Regions from separate parts of the Zea mays genome. Here regions 1 and 3 are each linked to region 2. The links are chromatin contacts, called in public Hi-C maps. All regions are on one chromosome and are shown on one strand. The core of a region is the stretch at or near the end of the contact, and the rest is flanking DNA. Distances in the headings are between cores, read along the strand shown.

What was found. A called contact is a pair of places that touch in the nucleus more often than the background predicts.
Region 1: a Hi-C map of tassel shows a contact between it and region 2, with 2.7 times the contacts expected there. The contact joins the promoter of LOC100194291 here to the promoter of LOC100383737 in region 2. A contact is called at or near these places in 4 of 25 Hi-C or Micro-C datasets (ear, leaf and tassel).
Region 3: a Hi-C map of tassel shows a contact between it and region 2, with 5 times the contacts expected there. The contact joins the promoter of LOC542016 here to the promoter of LOC100383737 in region 2. A contact is called at or near these places in 6 of 25 Hi-C or Micro-C datasets (ear, endosperm, leaf and 2 more).

The regions. Positions count from the first base shown.
Region 1 is chr5:179,169,117-179,173,226 of Zm-B73-REFERENCE-NAM-5.0, reverse strand. It overlaps LOC100194291 (putative ubiquitin carboxyl-terminal hydrolase superfamily protein), which reads left to right and starts at 2,790. Exons shown (of 6, transcript NM_001139330.1): 1 at 2,790-3,141. The coding sequence starts at 2,893.
Region 2 is chr5:179,339,361-179,343,511 of Zm-B73-REFERENCE-NAM-5.0, reverse strand. LOC100383737 (10A19I.15) reads left to right here and starts at 1,900. Exons shown (of 5, transcript NM_001176374.1): 1 at 1,900-2,128; 2 at 3,340-3,412; 3 at 3,588-3,797. The coding sequence starts at 3,588. It overlaps LOC103627327 (a long non-coding RNA gene), which reads right to left and starts at 1,778. Exons shown (of 3, transcript XR_553538.4): 1 at 1,304-1,778; 2 at 843-1,153; 3 at 39-739.
Region 3 is chr5:179,528,976-179,532,952 of Zm-B73-REFERENCE-NAM-5.0, reverse strand. LOC542016 (somatic embryogenesis receptor-like kinase 2) reads left to right here and starts at 2,226. Exons shown (of 11, transcript NM_001111663.2): 1 at 2,226-2,526; 2 at 3,486-3,618; 3 at 3,707-3,778. The coding sequence starts at 2,433.

The DNA of each region.
Region 1 (4,110 bases), core at 1,541-4,040, 170 kb after region 2:
CGACTAGCGCGAGGTTACGAGCTACCTGAAGATCATCCTGGTACCTGGAATGTCAAGTGTCAGGCAAGTTGTGCCCTTGATCACTTCTTTTTACCCACTCATGTTCTAATTAATCATAATGATCTGCATAGGTTAATTTTGATGGGACCTAATAGGTTACCCTAGTTTGTCTATCTTTATGCCTTGTTTACCACTGAACTTTTTGGATAGTACTTGCTAGTGCTATATGTGGTTTTGGGCATTGAGATACACATTATTCATGATTATACTTTTGTTATCCGTGGTTATTTACTGTTCATGTCAAGATCATTAATGTTAATTGGAACATAGAGCTTAACTTGAGAAACACGTGCCACCACAAGGGTTTATGAACGCCCTTGGCTGATTAATTAGGAAAGCTAGTGGAGGACTACCTTACCCGAAAGGGGCAAGGGCAGTAGGGGAGTGGTCAGTGTAGGGAGGTCCTTGGTTGATTTTGCTGCGATGGCGGTCAGGCAAGAACCCTGCATTGGAGCTTCCTATAAACTGTAGCGGGTTTTCTGAAGCTAGTGGAACTTTGTAAAGGCCTCGTAGTGTTACCCTGCCTCGCCTCCTCGGTAGAGGTGTATGGGAAGTCGCGATCCCTTGGCAGACGGGTAACATGACTTGTGGATAAAGGGTACCACCTCTGCAGAGTGTAAAACTGGTATACTAGCCGAGCTCACGGTCATGAGCAGCTCAGGACTTTCTGATGATTAATTTATGGAACTAAATTCAATTTGTCATATGCATTGCATCGCGGGTGATGTTGTTGTTACTTTTGTTCTACTATTTAATTGGGTTGGTATTTACTTATACTTAGTAATTGCTAATAAAATTTTGACCAACTTTAAAAGCAATGCTCAGCTTCAACCATCCTCTTTGGTAAGCCTTATACTTCACGTGAGCTCCCACCTTTGGCGAGTTCATGCACATTATTCCCCACAACTTGTTGAGCGATGAACGTATGTGAGCTCACTCTTGCTGTCTCACACCCCCCCACAGGTCAAGAATAGGTACCGCAGGATGAGGCGCATGGAGGATGCTGCGATGTGTTCGTGAGAGGTCTAGGCCGTCGTCTCCCAGTCAACTTTGGGTTGCTGGACCGTTGTCTCCTTATAATGTAATTATCTATTTATTTTGTATAGAACTCCTGTTATGTAGTAAAGATGTGACATTCGATCCTGTGTCATGAATCATCATATGTGTGAGACTTGGTTCCAGCATACCTGGTGATTATGTTTGCGCCCGGGTCTTGGTGCCCCGAAACCCGGGTGTGACACCCATCCCCTTCCTAGAGCGCACATCTACTCAGTGTTATCAAAACCTCCACAGCTTGTGGCATGATTGCTTTGGCCATCCGTCACTAGCCGTAGTTCATCATGTCCTTCGTGATAATAGTTTGCATTTGAGTCTAATAAATTACTTGTGCATGTTTATTATGTTTGTCATCGAGCTAAGAGTCAACAACTTCCTTTTCTAAGTATGTTAGTGTCTCTAAGGCACCTTTAGATTTGGTGTTTTCTGATGTATGTGGTTCTGCTCCTACTTATACACGATGACACAATTACTATGTCAATTTTATTGATGATTATAGTAAATTTACTTAGGTTTATCTTATTAAACATAAGATTGAGGTGTTTCAGAAATTCTATGACTTCCAAGCACATGTTCAACGCTTGTTTAATTGCAAAATTTTGTCCATGCAAACAAATTGTGATGACGAGTATCAAAAATTGAGTTTCTTTTTTTTTTTGAGCATATGAGTATTTCTAATCTTGTTTCATGCCCTTGCAACACCAATAAAATGGATTTGATGAATGTAAGTATCGCCATATTGTTGAAGTAGTTCTTGCACTTTTTGTTCATGCCTTTGTGGCATTAAAATTTTGGACTGAGACATTCATGACAGTTGTATTTCTCTTTAACAGATTGACGACACATGTCTTTGCTTTTGCTTCTCCTAATGAATGATTGTTTGGATATAAAACATTTATGGTGATCCTTTATGATTTAATAAAATGTTTGATGTGGGAACTTTTTAATCATAGTTTCTTTGTTGTTGTTGGTTTCATGTTTTGTAGTGTTTATGGGTTTATATCGCAGAGTTTATACTCTGGTACGATGGAGTGATATCTTAATATTTTGTGATTCTAGGATGTCACATTTTCTTACATGCAATATCTAACAACAAAAAATGATTTTATAATAATAATGGACAAATTCTAGTGCTCGTAATGTGTGTTGAGCAAAATTTGCCTAAACTGAAAAAATCGCCTAATGGTCAAAATAAATTGTTTCATTCTTTTATTGTACTAAAAACATAAAAATATTACAAAGGTCATTAAAAACACTCTTGAACTCTATATTATCAATCTATTGAAGTTGTTGTATGATGAAGCTAAAAAACCGAAGCTGCAATTTGAAACAAATCTTCCTAAATAGGGCAAAGAGTCAAACTTTCTAAAATTTAATTAAATATATATAGCATCATTAAATTAAACATGAAATATTCTTTATATATATATATTTACTTGAAGATATAAACGTTAATATTACTTTCTGTATTTTTAGTCAACTCAAAAAAGTTTGATTTCTCGTAAACGGGACGTGCATTTATTTTGGGGGCGTAGAGTCGTAGAGAGCTAGAGATACACGCAGAAGGAACCTTCTCACATGGAAAAAAAACATCGCAAGTTCGCGACAGAATAGTGACATCCTGAAGCAGTCAAGCACTCAACCTCTCCTTCAGTCCTTCCCATCTCATCCTCCATCTCGATCTCTTCGCTCCGTCGAACTTTCACCTAGTCAGCCTGCCGCGCTACCCCTCCACCGCCGTCTCCACGCCCGTGGCCAAGCCAGCGGAACCCTAGCATGGCGAAGCTAGCGCGATCGCCAACGACCTCCCCGCCGGCGGCGGCCGCGGATAAGCACCGCTCCGCGGCCGGGTCGGGGCTCCGGTCCCTCGCCAGTGCCGCCTCCGGATGGTGGGACCGGTGGACGGTCATTGGTTCCGGACTCTCCAAGCTCGAAAGGGCCTTCGGCGACCAGTTCCCCGAGGGCGAGCGCTACTTCGGGCTCGAGAACTTCGGCAACACCTGCTACTGCAACAGCGTCCTCCAGGTGAGGTGACTACTGATCCCCACATCGAGGGGAGGGGAGGCGATAGTCGGCGTGTTGACTGGTTCGCTGCGTGCTCCGTCGCAATCCGTTTAGTTTTCGTTGCTGTTAACTGTTATGGTTGGAATTCGGTGAAACTTTGATTACGTAATTGTTTTAGGAACCGTTTGGGTGGCCTCTTTTTAGCTTTTGATGAGGTAGGTGTACCATTCTGTTTGTCCAAAGTTTGGTGCAGTGTGGCATGTAGGGGACCAGTAAGTGGAGTTGAATTTGTTTAGGTGCATGGGGGCAGACTAGCAGGGGCGACGCCTATCAATATGTTTCTGTTTGTCCCATATTAGGATTGTGAATAACAAGATTAGGGTGTGATTGACGTGTGCTTTATTCAGCATTCTGTGCTTATTCAGTTATTCTGATTGGTGGTTTCTAATATGATGCTCACGTATATGTGTGCATGGGTGTTTCACAACAGCTATATTTTTTTACGTTACATCATCATCAGTAGCAGGGCCCTTATGTCAATGGACAACAACAGTTTTTAGGTCTTTAGGGTTCTCATTGATTCACAAATGCATCATTTCTTTCACAACATTGCTCTCATCCCATGGTATCATGGAACTGATGAGGTGTTAAAATGGAAGGATTTGCCAAACTAAACTGTTATACAAGTTTGGGATGCTTCATTTAGGAAACTACAAACTAGCAATGTTTATTTTTGTAGTGGAATAATGTGATGCTTACTATTGACTAATGTACATACTGCAACCGGGCCCTGCTTAGTCACTTTATGGATGAACCATGGGTAGGCTGTATGCATTAAGAGGTACTGCAATTTAGTCCAAATATACAGTAAATCCCGTGCATTTTGGTATAACAGGTGCCAAACTTAGTTATGCTTCTGAAGTTTTAGATGTGACTAATAGGTATTCTTTTAAAAATGCAAGTGATTATTGTTTTTTATCTACCTTACAA
Region 2 (4,151 bases), core at 651-3,150:
TACCAGTGCTTTGACCCATATGATAATATGGAGGGCAATAGTGCTAGTATAGGTAAGCATAATCGAACAATTCTGTTCCTTTACAAGTTTCTTCTCTATGCAGCTCATATCTTTTATTGGTTTATTACGAAATAATTAATTCAGGTGAAACCACCGAAAAAAGTATTTTACAAGTACGAGGGCAATTGTCAGTCTTGCAAACTTTAGAATTTCCCTGTTTCATATCATATGCGCACACAGAATTACTACGCCTGGTGAAGCGAGTGGTGGAGGATCACCTATACATTGCCCCCTCCGCTTTTGTTGCAAGGAGGAAACAATGCATAAAACAATTTATGCAAATTCTTTTCTTATCTGTAATAATGTGCTTGATAAAAGATTGACATCAAATTTCATACATATATATAATTTAAAAATATTATTAAACTTGTCCTAACAATTCGGGTATCAACATTCGTCCCTAAATGTGGTAGGATATACATGCATACCCTATCCATAAAATAAAGGAAAGTTACGAGGATGACACTGACGACTGTGGCGGGGACGACGACCCTGGCATGAATGATGACGACTGTGGCGGGGACGACGACTCTGGCATGAACGATGACTGTGGCTCGAACGATGGGTGTGGCGGGGATGATGGCGGTGTCCCTTGATCTTCGTCGTGGAACAATCTTTTAAGTAGATCCAAATTCTTAGGTGGTTCATTTATCATATGCTTAAATACGTTCGCACATTTCTAGAAAAATGAAACAAACAAACATATATATAATTAGAATATACTAATACTTGAACAATACAATTAATTAGATTTAATCAAAGAGATACGTGCAAGAGAATACCTTTGTCTTTTTTATGTACATCCTGCGGCTTTTCAACTCTCCCATATTTGACGAGTGGATACGAAACAGAACATAACTGTCATACAGCTGTTTCATACAGTTCCATTTGTTCATCAGAGTCTTTTTTGAAACTGTTGAATTCACCGTAGAAAATTTTTGCGACAAGTATTCCAGAGCCTCGTCATGTAAGGAGGGCTGCCTCTGGGTTATTAGCCCGTCGTCAAGCAATTGAACGCAGCTCCTGCAAAAAAAAGTGTCCAGATTCGAATCCCAGCGGAACCTACCCTCGTTCTCGGCCATATTTTTTCAATCTACAAAAAAAAAAAAAAAATCGAACGAACTCACCAAAAAAAGAACTTTAAATTACGACGAAGCATATACATAAGTCTTTCATCTATAGTGTAATAACATATCAGTACAAAGTATGTATTTACAGATAGCACAGGGATAAGAAAACTCACTTAAAACTGCCGTGTACGTACAAGAGGGCAATAATGCACGACTGATGAGGTGCCTCTCTATCTGACTGTCTGGACTGTATGCTATACCGCCTACGGCCAGCAGCTGGAGATTGATGTGGATTTTTCAGATCGCGTTTTGTCTCTCTCTGGAGGCCATGCCCATGGGAAGAATAAATATAAGGCAGAAGCCACGAATTAATGGCGTGCATGCATGGGCAGCATGCAGCAACAGCACTCTTCCGTGAAGAGGACCGAGTCCTCTGTTTCTTCCGTTCTTATCCAAGCGAACAACAGGAATTGGTCTTGGTTCTTGTGTGATCTCGCTGGCGCGGGGGAAGCCTTGCTGGCGTCATCACCGCGTGCTTCCCGAATGGCGCTCAATAAATAAAACTATTATTATTACGGATAGCATGGTCGCTAGCTACATGGTTATCAGTAAGCCCGTTTTTTGTTTTTGTTTTTTCAGATGTGTGGCTGAATCTGGCAATGGAACAACTGTAGGTCTAGTACACAGAATTTCAGTCACGGAAGGCGAAGGATGGTATTTTAAGGTGGGCCGTAGGAAACCCCGACACAAACGAACCCCATCCGCCAAATTGGCTCGTGTTGCCGGGCTACACAAACGAGCCCATTCAGGGGATTCTTTATTTTATCTCATATTTTAACGTATTTAATAATTTAGAAATTATAACAAAATAAAACTAAAATAACTAAAAATTAGTCACAGTAAACCAAACATCCATTCCTTCATCCCGTGTCCGCCGCCGGCGAGTCTACCCAGCCGCGGGGCTCGGTGCCCCGGCCATCCATCCCCTGCGAATCTCGGTGAGTCCACGACTTCCTTTCCCTCTGCTCTCCTCATCATGCTCCCTGTGCCTCACTGAATCCTGCGCCCGGCGCAGTGGTCGTGGCGCTGAGCCTGGCGGCGCGGTGCGTGGACGCCGCGAGGCACGTGCGGCCGAGCCTTCTCGCTGGCTGGCTGCCTTTCTCGGAGTTGGACCTGGACCCTCCGTGGGTTTAAGGAATAGTTGCTAGAGGCTAGAGCAGGGACAGAAGGCAGAGAGTGTCTCCATTAGACCGTGTAACGCTGAACTGTAGATGGGATCTGCTGGAGATAGCCTCAGTCTTTTTTTTTTCCGAAAGGAGATAGCCTCAGTCTTTTTTCACGAAAACAGGGGAGAACAGATGGAAAGGCGATGGTCTGAACCTCCGCTTTGGATCTGTTGGGCAGTGGGCTGCTGGAGTTATGTAAGGAATATGGATGCATCAGCAGGAGATGCCTTCAGCTAGATTTTAATTTTTTTTCTTACTTCTTTCTATAGGAACAGCCATGATCATGATGGCTGATGATCAGCTGAGATGAGATAGTCACGATCTGGAAGGGGTCCTGGATTCCTCTCCAAACGTTTTAGGGCATTATTGAGTGAATTCTTGCTCTTGAAATTTAAATGCCGTGATAAAAAGAGTAGCGTATCCTACTAGCTCCCTCTACCTGTTCTACTATGAAAAGTTGCTTTATAAAATGTTTTCTAAAACAGTTTCATCCAATGAACAAAAATATCTCTCTCTACTCAAATCTATAAACTGCAGCTGATGTGTTGGAGCAGAGCTACATGTTTCTTTTTCTTTTCTAGAACCATAAGTATTTTTGCACATGTGCCAAGCTTCTTGTGGCTCATTTAAATAAAAATATCTCTCTCTACTCAAGTCTACATTGCATAGTAGCTTTTAGTATGTCTCCAGCACGATTACTATCACTTTTAGAAACCCCACAAAAATTTTAGGGCCTTTGGCTGCTTTCATCTTTGTTGCTTGAAACAGATTTTTTGTCACCTGAGGTTCGTCAACAACTTGTCTGCAAGTATTAAAAAATCATCACGCAATTCTTTTGAAACAGAATGTTTCAAAGGAACAAACGTGGCCTTTCGAGAGATACGACTTGCATTTTCGAAGTTTCATTATTATCTATTATTTGTTGCTTCACAGTAGAAACATCGTTTTGTATATGTTGTCTCACATTCTCATCCAATGAACAGATCCGCCCTCAAAGGGAGTCAAGCCTCCTCCAGCCTTTCCTTTCAAATCGGATTTGTTTGCTCAAGTTGCAAGGTACAGATTCCCTAACACATTGCATATATACAGATCAGTTCGATTGTTGCTTGCTTGAGATTATTTCCACAAACAATGAACTTATATGTACTTGTGAATACATAGCATAATGATGTGATTCCAGATTCATTATGATGTGCCATATGTTTTTTTTGTATTTGATGCTTAAATGTAGATGGATAAGAGGACCAAGGTTGCAGTTTGTGTTGCTGCTGCACATAACTTACTGTCAATGATGGCCGTGATTATTGCGTCTAGAAAAAGAAAACGAAATGCAAGGAGCGCACAGATTACCTATGCACCATTGCATGTGAGTGGTACAGGCTGGGATGAAGATAATTTTGTTATTACTCTGGATGAAGAGCACTATAATGGTTATGTTAAGGTACCATTGGAACATCCTCTACCTGCAATATGTTTATACTCACCACTTCATGCCGATGGTTCTGTCAGTTCCTATCTTTTCCTCAGTCCTTTATAAAAGGGGCTGCTTTAGATTTGTTGCCTGGTCTTATCTTTTTGGCTGTTTGGACCAGCATGTTTTCACGCTTCTTGATGTGTTGTAACCTGTAAAAACTTATCTAAGCAAACAATCTATGATAGATGTATAGCAGTCGCAGGTGGTGAATACTGAGATTGTTACTGGATACCGTCAGGCTTGCTATCAGATTGTGCTGCTAGAGGTAGTAGTTCCTGAGTGAATTGAGCTGTGACAGCGTGCTGACGAGAGGCAACAGGT
Region 3 (3,977 bases), core at 977-3,476, 190 kb before region 2:
TAAGTAACAAATGTGGTGTGTTGTAAATAATACCACTATCTTCCTAATATCCCATAGACAAACGACGCTTCTGAAAACGAGAAACTTGTTCAAAAATGATTGGTCCAAACGAGGAGATGATCACGAGTATTGATGGCGACGCCAACCATTTTTCCTTTGTGCTATCGCGCATCATCACATCGCAGTCACATGAAGGTGCTATTGGACTGCAGCTCTTGAAGATGACTTTTTTTGCGACACAGCTGCCATTCTCGACGAGGGCACACACGTTGACTTTTCGGTCTTCCACGGGCAAGAAATTTCCATCTTTAGAGACAAAAAAACAAAATAAAAAAAACTTCAACTACCATATACTACGATACACCTAGGATGTGATGCCTAGATCTCGGGCTCACCGGAATTCAGCGAACGTGCCTCTAAAGAATTTACCGAACACATAAGGACATGCATAATAAGTGTCTTGATGTGTGTCTTCTGTCTAGGAAGGTAAATGTAAAAAATAATCAAGACACATATCTTGATGAAGATACTGCGTCTTGGCTCTATACTCGAGACAAAAGACTAGATAATTGGTCAATTTAATTTATTTAATGTTTTGATTGGTACAATAAATATAGTAAGACACAGTTTTTGAACGCACCTACTGTATTATATTGTGATTTAGCAGCACTTTAAAATTCACGCGTACCCGCTGGTCACCGTGGTCGTTACAGGCTCGAGGCTCGGAGGAAGACCAGAGCGTGTAGAAGTGTAGACCGACCGCGGGGCGGTCCAATATTTTGACCGGTTTCGGTACGCATGGCCCATCAGAGGAACGCACACGCGACCACTACACGAGAACGGAAAGTACCGCACGTTTGAATTGTGTGTACAAGTACCCAACACGGCACGGACACCTTTTTTGTTCTCCTCTCGAGTCTCAACTCCGACCCTGCGTTTGCGGCGTCCCATTGGCTGGCGCGCTGGGAACGACAGCCGGACAGGCGGGCCCATGCCGGCGCTGGCTTTTTCTGCGCCCGCGGAGCTGTAGACCCGGCCCACGGACGGGAGCGGGCCCTCTGCCTGTTCTCCAGCTGGCCTTGTGCGGAGGCGGGGCCCACCGCGCAGTGTTCCACGGACTTGTTTGTGTGCTGGTGGTGCTGTTGCCCCTGCGTTTTCACTTTTACACGTCTCTCGGGATCCGGACCCTAACTAACCTTTGCCGCGAAACCTGCTGCACTGCACTGTAAGAGTCGTACAATATTGGGTTCTAAGTCGGCTTACATGACAATTTTACTTTTATAGAAGAGAGACATAAAAAATAGATAAAGTGACATTTTTACTTATGTGAAAAAGAGTCATCAAAAAGTAGATGGAGTGTGCTATCGTGCAAGAGCTATGTGCTACACGAGTTTCAAGACAAAAGAATGAAAGAGAAAAATACAAAAAATTCATCTCCGAGCCAACAACTTAACATGGCAAGGAGTTAGAGTAAAAAATAACCTTTATTATTAAACTTCTCTAAGCAACACAACACTACTGCCGCCTGCCAGTGTACGGTACAGCTCGGATCTCCGGTTTGCCCTTTGTTTTATTGTAATCAAACATTAGTTCAGCCCCAATAATGCTCAATCAATACTAGAACAACGGGGCCCTTCGCCTCTTTTTACCCTCACCGTTAGAAATCCAATCACGAGAAGAGGACGGGCCATCATCGTGAGCCGGTGTGTCCGTTCCACGGACGGATCAAAGCAAACGTGATGATTTTCCCAATCGATGCAGTGGTGGAGAGCTGTACGAATCGACACCATCACTCGAGAATGACGAGACCGGGCGTACCGAGGACCGCGTCCACGAGATCCCCAGCGGCCAGCGCCCGCACGCCGCCATGTCAGCAGATGCCCGCCGCGGCGGGGCCAGCACGTCCCCCCTGCTCCCCTCCCTCCTCCTCCCCACTACACTACTTCCATCAAGTCACCCACCCCACTCCCCCCGAGACCGAGAGCACGCCGCCTGCGCCCGCAACCGGGTAGCACTCTCACTTCCACGTGGGCCGGAGAGATCACTGGTCCCGCACGTCGGTGACGTCCTGCGGTGGGGCGCCCCTTCTTCCGCGAGCGTAGGGCGACGGTCCCACCGCGGAGTAGAAGAACAATTTAGGTCGCGACATACACACATATACACACGCGCACAGGCACAGCCGGACTCGGTTTCGACTTTCGAGCTACAGAGAATTCGTCCCGGAAAAGAAAAAAAAATCACCCTTCCATCCGCCAGAGAGAGAGAGAGAGGAGTGGGAGGACCGGAGGAGGAGTTCAGGAGGGAGAGGTCGGCGGCGGCGCGGCAGATCGGGTAGCACCGTGCAGCTCGGGCCTTAGGCGCACCAGCGGTGGGGGGATCCGCGCGCCCATGCGCCGGTGAGGTGGTGGGGCCCGCTTGGCGCTCGAGTTGGAATGGCGGCGTCGGCGTCGGCTGGGAGGTGGTGGGCGGTGGTCCTTGCGGTCGCGGTGCTGCTCGGGCCGGGACGGGTCGTCGCCAACACCGAGGGTGAGTCCTGCCTGTTCTCATACGCACTAGTAACCGACTCCTAGTAACCCATGCGTTCCCCGGTTCGGATTTGTCCCTAGTTTGAAATCTGTACGGCTGAGATGGAGCATACGAGCTTGATTCTTTTACTTGCTTCGGTTGATGCTCTTGTACTAAGTATATTGCCTGGTCCTCTAGCTCTTGCTTCCGGTTGCGGTGATGTATTTGGGGGATATTTGCTGTTTGTGCATATAGCATATACGTTTCGTTATAGCTCTGCCTGGATGGGTCAGAGGAACGAGCAAGCCGCGTTCCGTTGATCTCGAGGAAACCGTAGACTTTTTGTTCGGCGGATGCAGTTCTTTCGTTATGCCTTATACTTTTCTCGTTTGGGCGTTCAGTCCATCGTTAGGTCTACTTCCAATAGAGATGCAGATACAGACCACCGCGCTTGGCCTAGTTTGTTTGTATAAAAAGAGGAATTGCTAATACCGTCCTCCAGAATCAAGGTGTTCATATGGATTGCAAATGTTGACTTTGAGGTGCGATTGTTTGACCGGCTCTTTCAGCTGGTGAAAAAAAAAAGTTTTGCTAGTTCTGCGATCGGGATGTTATTGAGCATCTCTCTCTCTCTCTCTCTCTCTCTCTCTCTCTCTCTCCACAGATGGTAATTGAACAGTGTAATTTTGAAGGATGTGTCCCCATGGTGTACCATGAATAGAAGAACGTCGGACACTGTTGTACTAACAATGGATGGGGCCAACAGTTATAAATACTAATCCCTGTTTTTGGAACTTCCTGACTAATGGTTTCTTACCTTACTTGTTTTGGAAATCTCAATCACAATGTTTTTTCCCTAGTCAGCCATTCCTTTTCTAAATATTTTGCATACAAGCTCATCACCGATAAAAGTTCTTATCTGTTTGTTCATCTTAACTGGGAATATACTTGCTGCTGATAATGTTACCTTTTGTCCACAGGTGATGCCCTGTACAGCCTGCGTCAGAGCTTGAAAGATGCTAACAATGTCTTGCAGAGTTGGGATCCCACTCTTGTTAATCCATGTACATGGTTCCATGTTACGTGTAACAACGATAACAGTGTTATCAGAGTGTAAGTTGATGAAAAAAGCTCTCATATATTCGTATCAAAAGTGTTAATGATGTTCTCCTACTGGTTCTAAGTGTACCCCCTTTCACAGTGACCTTGGAAATGCACAATTATCTGGCGTTCTAGTGCCACAACTTGGCCAGCTGAAAAATCTCCAATATTTGTAAGTTCTGCATGCGTTGATTTTTTCCGACAGTTTTAAGATGTGGGTTTTCTGCCTCTTGTGTGCACCTTCAGAACAATTATTTTAAGAGAAGTGCTCCAGTAACCCCTTCTAAAAAATAGAACCAATCATAAAGTACTCTTAATTGATTGATTTGTCGTGTCCAATTCTTCATGTTCTCTTCTTAGTGGTGGGGGCA